Regions from separate parts of the Zea mays genome. Here region 2 is linked to region 1. A link is a contact called in public Hi-C data. All regions are on one chromosome and are shown on one strand. Each heading gives the region's core, a stretch centred on a gene start, on an enhancer-like site or on the middle of the called end of the contact. The rest is flanking DNA. Distances are from core to core; before and after follow the strand shown.

Region 1 (3,422 bases), core at 524-3,023:
TTGGGGTTACGAAAAACCAGAGATCTTATAGTAACCTTGACCATTTCATGGTCATCCCACTTGGTGCTCTCGAGGTTGTGGACTTGGTTTACCATTGTCTTGAGTCGGTTGTACATGGTTTGTGGCTATTCTCCTTTGTTGAGGATGAACCGACCGAGTTCTCTCTCGATTGTTTTCCGCTTGGTGATTTTGGTTACTTCATCCCCTTCGTGTGCCGTCTTGAGGACGTCCCAAATTTCTTTGGCACTTTTCAACCCTTGCACCTTGTTGTACTCTTCTCTACACAAGGAAGTGAGGAGTATGGAGGTGGCTTGGGAGTTGAAGTGCCTCACTTGGGTGGCCTCATCGAAGTCATAGTCCTCATCGCCCACTTGTGGTGCCTGCACTCCAAACTCAACAATATCCCAAATGCTTTCATGGAGTGAGGTTAGATGGTGTTGGTTACATGTTCTCAAATGCTATGAATCAAGAACAAGGCAACACAATTGTTAAGGATTAAAGACCTTCGTCCTCCGAAGTATTATCTCCTTTCGGATATAATAGTCTTCATACAAAGGTCATGAAGGACATGCCTTAATGATTTATGAAGATAAATATCTATATAAAAATAATGAATATAATCTATTGGTTCTAACGCATATGTATTTCATAATACGCATCTGAACATTAACCAAATTTATATTACATTAATACCTTCATCTTGTTCGAAGGTGTAGATGCGAGAGCTATTACAATTCAGCGTGAACAGTACGAGGCTACTGTTCACCTATTTATAGGCACGTGACGCAACCTGGGTAAAAGTACATTTATAACCTTAACATTTGTTCGTAATTGTAACATAAATCACTAGGGAGTAGCTAGCCTTTTCCTCCTCGGCTTGGGCTAAGCCAAAGTTGTCGTTCTTCGGTGGTAGCTTCGGTAATCGCCGTCGTTGCTTCCAGACAAGATATTCGTCTCGAGGACCTTCGGTAGAGAGAGAGAGAGTCCTCAAAATCACTTTTCCGATGATGTCTTTGTCTTGAGGACCATCGGCAGAGATAAGACCCTCAACAGATGGTGCCTCATTTAATCACTCCACATAAAATAATCTTCACCATCAATGTATGGTGGTTTACCTGAGGAAACAGAAAGTAAAGGAGCACGTTTAGAAATACGAGGATACGAAGGGGGATCTTTGTAATACCCAAAAACTTAACTTGTGACTTAAGGAAATCCGTTGGAGAAAAAAAAACAATCAAAATAAGTACCCTTGATGAATAATTGAACTTTAGAATTCACCCTTTCTAGAGTAAATAAACATAATAGAATAATATTTGCTAAATCATATACTAATAAAAATTGGGCATTGGAAAATGTTTTCTATCAAAACAAATGGATATGAACTTGTGAATATACTTGTAATATAACTACACATTCAAAATAATGTTTTACTAACAAATAATATGTGTGTTTTGCATAGTTACAACAAGTGTGTAAGAAAATGAGTAAAGTAATTAATATAAATATACCTCTTGCATCATTGGGGTTTTTGAATGAGTATTTTACTTAAATTTGAAAATTCAAAACCAGAATCAAATTTAAATTCGAAATTGAGATAGAAAATAGAGAATAGAAAGGGGAAAAGAAAAAGAAAAAGAAAAAGAAAAGGAAGCCACTTGGGCCGCTTCTCCAACTTTCAGCCCACCAACCGTTGGCTAGCGTGCGCGCCTGCGGGCCCAAACACGGCCACTTCCCAGCCGTGGCGCGCCCGACACTGCCTTGTGGGGCCCAGACGTCGGTCACTTTGCGCGCGGTGCCGTCTGGCTGTCACGCGGACCCCGGTGGTCAACAGTTTCTTCCTTAGGTGTACCGGCGCGCGAGAATGCCGCTGCGCGAGTCTCGGTTGGGGTTTGTTTGGCACCTCTCCTTCCAATCCATCATTGCTGGCGCAATAGGATCACGACGACCGCACGGTGAATGTGGATTTGACCCAGCCGAACGCCCCACGTGGGCTCTACCCTAGCATTATAAAACCGGGGGTTGCCATGACCGCCACACAAGAAGCTCAAACGCGTCGGCGTACGAAGCTTGGGAATTATACCTGGAGCTTCGCCATCGACCAAGGAATACGGGCGTGGCATCATCGGCCAAGAACTCGGCCTGTACGGGCCGGAATTCGTCGTTGGTGCTCTCCTCCATCGCAGATCCGCCTTCCGTCGTGAGCCGGGTAGAACGCCGTCATGGGGTGGGTATCTTCTCTGGTTGCCGTCTTCGCTGTACGTAGGGCCGTTCAACTAGAGGTTAGGGCGAGGTAGGGCCGTAGGGTCGACCCCGGGGGGGCTCCTGTCATGTCCGCCGTTGTGAGGGGTTTGGGCGGCGTGCAGTTCGCATTCTGGCTGGGGGAGGAAGATAAGCTCCTAGCCGTTGATCGTCTGGCGTAGGGCTGAGATTAGAAGGGCCTCATACCGATTCGCTCATTATATCGCGGCCATAGATTGGGTGTTGATCGGTCCTGATGAACTCCTGCCGGTGGGCGTCGATCTCACATGGAGCGGCTCTGATTAGCACACGAACATATCTATTCGCAGTCGTTGGTTGTTGAAATGAACCTGCAGTCCGGAATATTGATAAGACCATTGCGCTGTGGCCCTGAATTTTGTAGAATAGACCCTGGGAAACTCCAGATTAGTGCCCGCAGCCCATATAGTGAATAAATGAGATGAATTAATACAGAAAATAATTTTTAGTATAGAAATAATTCCAGATATTTGTTTAATTCATAAGTAATTCATTTTGACTCTTTTTGACCCATTCCAATTGCATTAATCTCTAGTAATATTCTTCATCATCTAGTAACCATGTATTACCATAAAACCTGTGGTTAAAATCTTGTACCTCATTTGTTTTATAATATACACTTAAATCTTCGGAAAATCATAACTTAATCACAGTAACTCCGAATTTAGTGGTTCTCGAGAATCTCGTTACGATGCGAATATTAATATGCAGTTTGTGCTTATGTTTGGTGTGATGTTAATTTTTCCTATACCATGTTGGTTTGAATTGCTACGAATAGCAGCGAGGCCACGAGAATCGAAAGATCATCCTAGTACCTGAGATCTCAAGTCTAATGCAAGTTGTGCCCTTGATCACTCCTTTTACCTAATAATGTTCGTTGTTAATCATTGTGACATGCTCAGGTTAATTCGACGGGACCTAATAGGTTTCCATAGTATTGTTTATCCCCACCTTGCAAATAGATGAATTATTGGGTAGATTTGCTATTGCTCTACCTGGTCTTGGGAAACTAATGTTTTATTATGATCATGTTCCAATTATGTTGCTGTTTAATTATTGTTCATGATAAGATCATATTGTTAACTGGAACATGGAGAACCACCCGGGACAACAGTGCTACCATAAGGGTGGAATGGTACGCCCTT
Region 2 (3,673 bases), core at 357-2,856, 400 kb before region 1:
TTTGTTTGGTTAGAGGGGATTAAGAGGATTAAATCCCTTTCTATTTAAAATTAAATAGAAAGAGATTTAATCTCTCTCAATCCACCGGGTGGACTATGAAGCCAAGGCTTTCAACCTCTTTTGATTTATGACTAAAAACAATCTGTTCTAGTTTACTGCCTGGAGCTTTTTTTTTTGTTTCTTGAATCTGTATATCCTTAAGACCTTAACTCTTTCTTTAAGTTCTTAATTTAAGCTATAGGGGCTTCGACTCCTCTAGATCCTTAAAAAAAATTACCAGAGATTAGTATTGATCTGATCCATCCATAACTGTATTAGAGTACCGGAGTAGCCCACAGTGACATACTGACATGATATCACCAGAGTCAGGACTGATGTGATGTAAAATTATTGAAGCAGCTGGAAGCGGTGGAGCGCCGGGCGACCGTCGAGGCCTTTCTTGTCGTAGTGCGCTAGGAACTCCGGGACCGTCACGTTCCTGTACAGCGCCCTTCCCGCGCCGTCGCTGTCGTCCGCGGCGATGAGCTCCGCGATGGGTCCATACAGCCTCGTGGATCTCGCGATGTCCGCGTTGCAGAAGCACGCCACTGACACTCTCGCCGTGTCCCTGCTCCGGTTAGCCACCACCCGGTGCTCCACGCTCTTGAACCGCCCGTTGCTGACCAGCTGGAGAAGGTCTCCGACGTTCACCAGGAGCGCGCCGGCCACCGGAGGCACGTCCAGCCACCTGGATGCGAGGAGCGCCTGCAGGCCGCCCTGCGCATGCGAGTCCTGCAGCAGCACGGTCAGGAAGCTGGGGTCCGAGTGCCTGCTGCAGCCCAGGGTGAGGTCCGGTTCCGGGCACGGCGGGTAGTAGTTGCACACCAGGCTGAGGCCCTCCGCGCACCCCATCCCTGCGAGGTGCCCGGGGCTCAGCCCCAGGGCCTCCGAGAGCAGCCCCAGCACGCGCGCCGCCACCTCCCGCACCGCGCCGCCGTACTCCAGCATCACGTGCCTGACGGCGACCGGCAGCTCCTCCGCCCGCGGCGGCTCCGGCGCTGCCTCGCAGAAGAGCGTGTCGCGCCAGTTGGCCGCCGGCGACTGGAACAGATCGAAGTTGGAGTTGAACCGCACCTTGCGACGTGCGTCCCGCGTGTAGTAGGGCCGCTTCACCTCGTGGGGCTCCTCGTTGAACCGCCTCACCGACGGCAGCATCTCGCACAGGAGCTCGCTGGGAACGCCGTGGTTCACCAGCTGGAAGAACCCCACCGTCTCGGCTGCAGCCTTCAACTGGGCGACCACCTCCTCCCGTGCGACTGCGTCCGCCGCCGAGAGGTCGATGACCGGGATAATGCTAAGACTAGTACTGCTGCTACTGCTAGAGGACGATACCTTCGGCCCTTCCTGAAGGAGATGGCCGCGGAAGATGGCAGGGATGGTCGTGACGCCAGCGTCCACGAGGCCCTTGACGCCGGCCTTGCTGTCGTCGAACGCCTTCAGCTCGCTCAAGCGGTCATAGTCGTCGCCACCACCACCAGCGGCTTCTTCCGTGGGGGACATGGCTACCGGCCGGCGATCGAGGCAAAGCTGGATGGATCAAGATGAGATGTCAGTGTGGTTGTTTGGGTGATTCATCACTTTGTCGGCACAGCTTGGAGCCTCGGACTAATGACCTGTTCTGTTTGGTTCCTTTAGTCATTAGACTATAAATTTTAGTGACTAAAGTTTAGTCGCTAAAGTGTTCCGTTTGTTTTCAATGACTAAACCGGACTAAAGAGCATTAATTGCTGTGAATAATGACTGTTTTACCATTATTAATTAATGAATGTTTGCTATAAGAAGAAAGTAAAGAGGGCAAATAAGGTAAAAATACTACTTTAGTCCCTTTTAGTTATCCCTTGGTGACTAAAGAACTAAAGTTTAGTCATTAATTTTAGTCATCATGTTTGATTCTTTATGGACTAAAAATAACCAAACTTTAGTCACTAAACTTTAGTCATACCAAACCAAACAGGGCCTAAGCCGGGTCCAGCGTAGGAGGCATAACAGGTGACGTGCATTACTCTCTCATACGAATAAAATACTCTTAACATTAGATAAGCATCATTTATCATTTAAATAATTTATTATTATTATTATTTTACATTTTAACTTTTTAACTGTACGGTTGCAAAAAGGTATCTTACAAATTTAATATATCTTTGGATAGTTCTCTCATGCAATTTGACTAAAATTTTTATTGTCTTTATTTTTTTAAACAATGTGGCATAATGATTTTTGTTGTTTTACTTGAATAGATACAAACATAGTCTAGATACGTCTTGAATTGAGAGAATTATTAAAAACTTATCACAAAAGGTCATTAGCTCGCCCAATAATGTATCCATCAAATAGTTATACTATAATTTCTCTCGTGCGAATACAATGCCCTCAATGTCAAAGAAATACTATTTTTAGTTTTAGATTCTTTGTTGTACAATTTTTTTTTCCAAATATATCATGATAAACATTTGCCTTACGATCTTTAACAAACATTGCAGAGTTCATCCATACATTTATGATAAATTTTGCAAGGGATTCATTTTTTTTGCAAGGGATGACAAAACATTGTGCACTGTTCTACCCGACTTGACATAAACATTGTATATGTATACCTTCAGCATAGGATTATTTGTGACTTGATATCACAAAAAATCTTTAGCATACCCTGTAACTTTTTCATCCTCCACCAGTAATAACACCCTCTCGTACGAATAACATGCACTCGACATCGGAGAAACGTCATTTGTGGTTTAAAAGGTGATATATTGTTTGGAATTCTGTATATTCGAACTTTGTTTTGCAATCGTATGGTGGCAAAAAGATAAATTACAACCTTACCTTATGCTTTGATAGTTCTCTCACATAATTTGGTTAAATTTTCCATGGTCTTTATTTTTAAGAAACGATGTGACATAATGATGTGTGGCATTTTACTTTAGAGGACATAAACATCGTCTAGGTATGCCTTGAATAGTGAGAATTATTGGAAATTTGGTACCACAAAAGGTCATTTGCTTGTCCAATAATGTTTCCATCCACTAGTTGTACTCTAATATCCTCTTGTGCCAATACAATGCCCTCAATATCATAAAAACACTATTTTTAGTTTTAAAGTGATCTATTGTTTTAAATTCTTTGTTGTACAACTTTTTTCCGAATATATCATAACAAACATGTGCCTTACGATCTCTAACAAACATTGGAGAGCGCTTCCATATATTTTCGCTAAATTTTCCAAGGACTTCATTTTTTCGCAAGGAATAGCCTAATGTTGTGCGCTGTTCTATACGACTTGACACAAATATTGTATATGTATACCTTCAATATAGGTGATTATTTGGGACTTGACATCACAATTTTTCTAGCATACACTGTAAATTTTCATCCTCCACCAGTATTAAAATACCTTCTCGTGCGAATAGAATGCCCTCGACATCAGAGAAACATCAATTATGATTTAAAAGGTGATATATTATTTTAAATTATTAATTTTCAAACTTTTTTTGCAACTGTATGGTGGAAAAAGGTGCCTTACTGTAACACCCCTAGTGTTACTGGCACTAAAACTTGAGCATAACATCATGTGCATTGACATTTCATGTGGTTGTTACACCTAGAATGCATTCACTAGGTAAAATTTTCAAACAAGTTG

What was found. A called contact is a pair of places that touch in the nucleus more often than the background predicts.
Region 2: a Hi-C map of ear shows a contact between it and region 1, with 5 times the contacts expected there. The contact joins the promoter of LOC100192706 here to the enhancer-like site in region 1. A contact is called at or near these places in 2 of 25 Hi-C or Micro-C datasets (ear and tassel).

The regions. Positions count from the first base shown.
Region 1 is chr10:29,268,007-29,271,428 of Zm-B73-REFERENCE-NAM-5.0, reverse strand. No RefSeq gene overlaps it. Among protein-coding and RNA genes, the nearest start is that of LOC100857076, 210 kb to the right of the region's middle. Within about 2 kb of position 1,773, at least 17 of the 20 cell types and tissues checked have an H3K27ac peak or open chromatin away from gene starts, as enhancers often do. A contact at or near this core is called in ear and tassel, where this site is marked.
Region 2 is chr10:29,668,073-29,671,745 of Zm-B73-REFERENCE-NAM-5.0, reverse strand. It overlaps LOC100192706, which reads right to left and starts at 1,606. Exons shown (of 1, transcript NM_001348751.1): 1 at 262-1,606. The coding sequence starts at 1,539. The coding sequence ends at 388.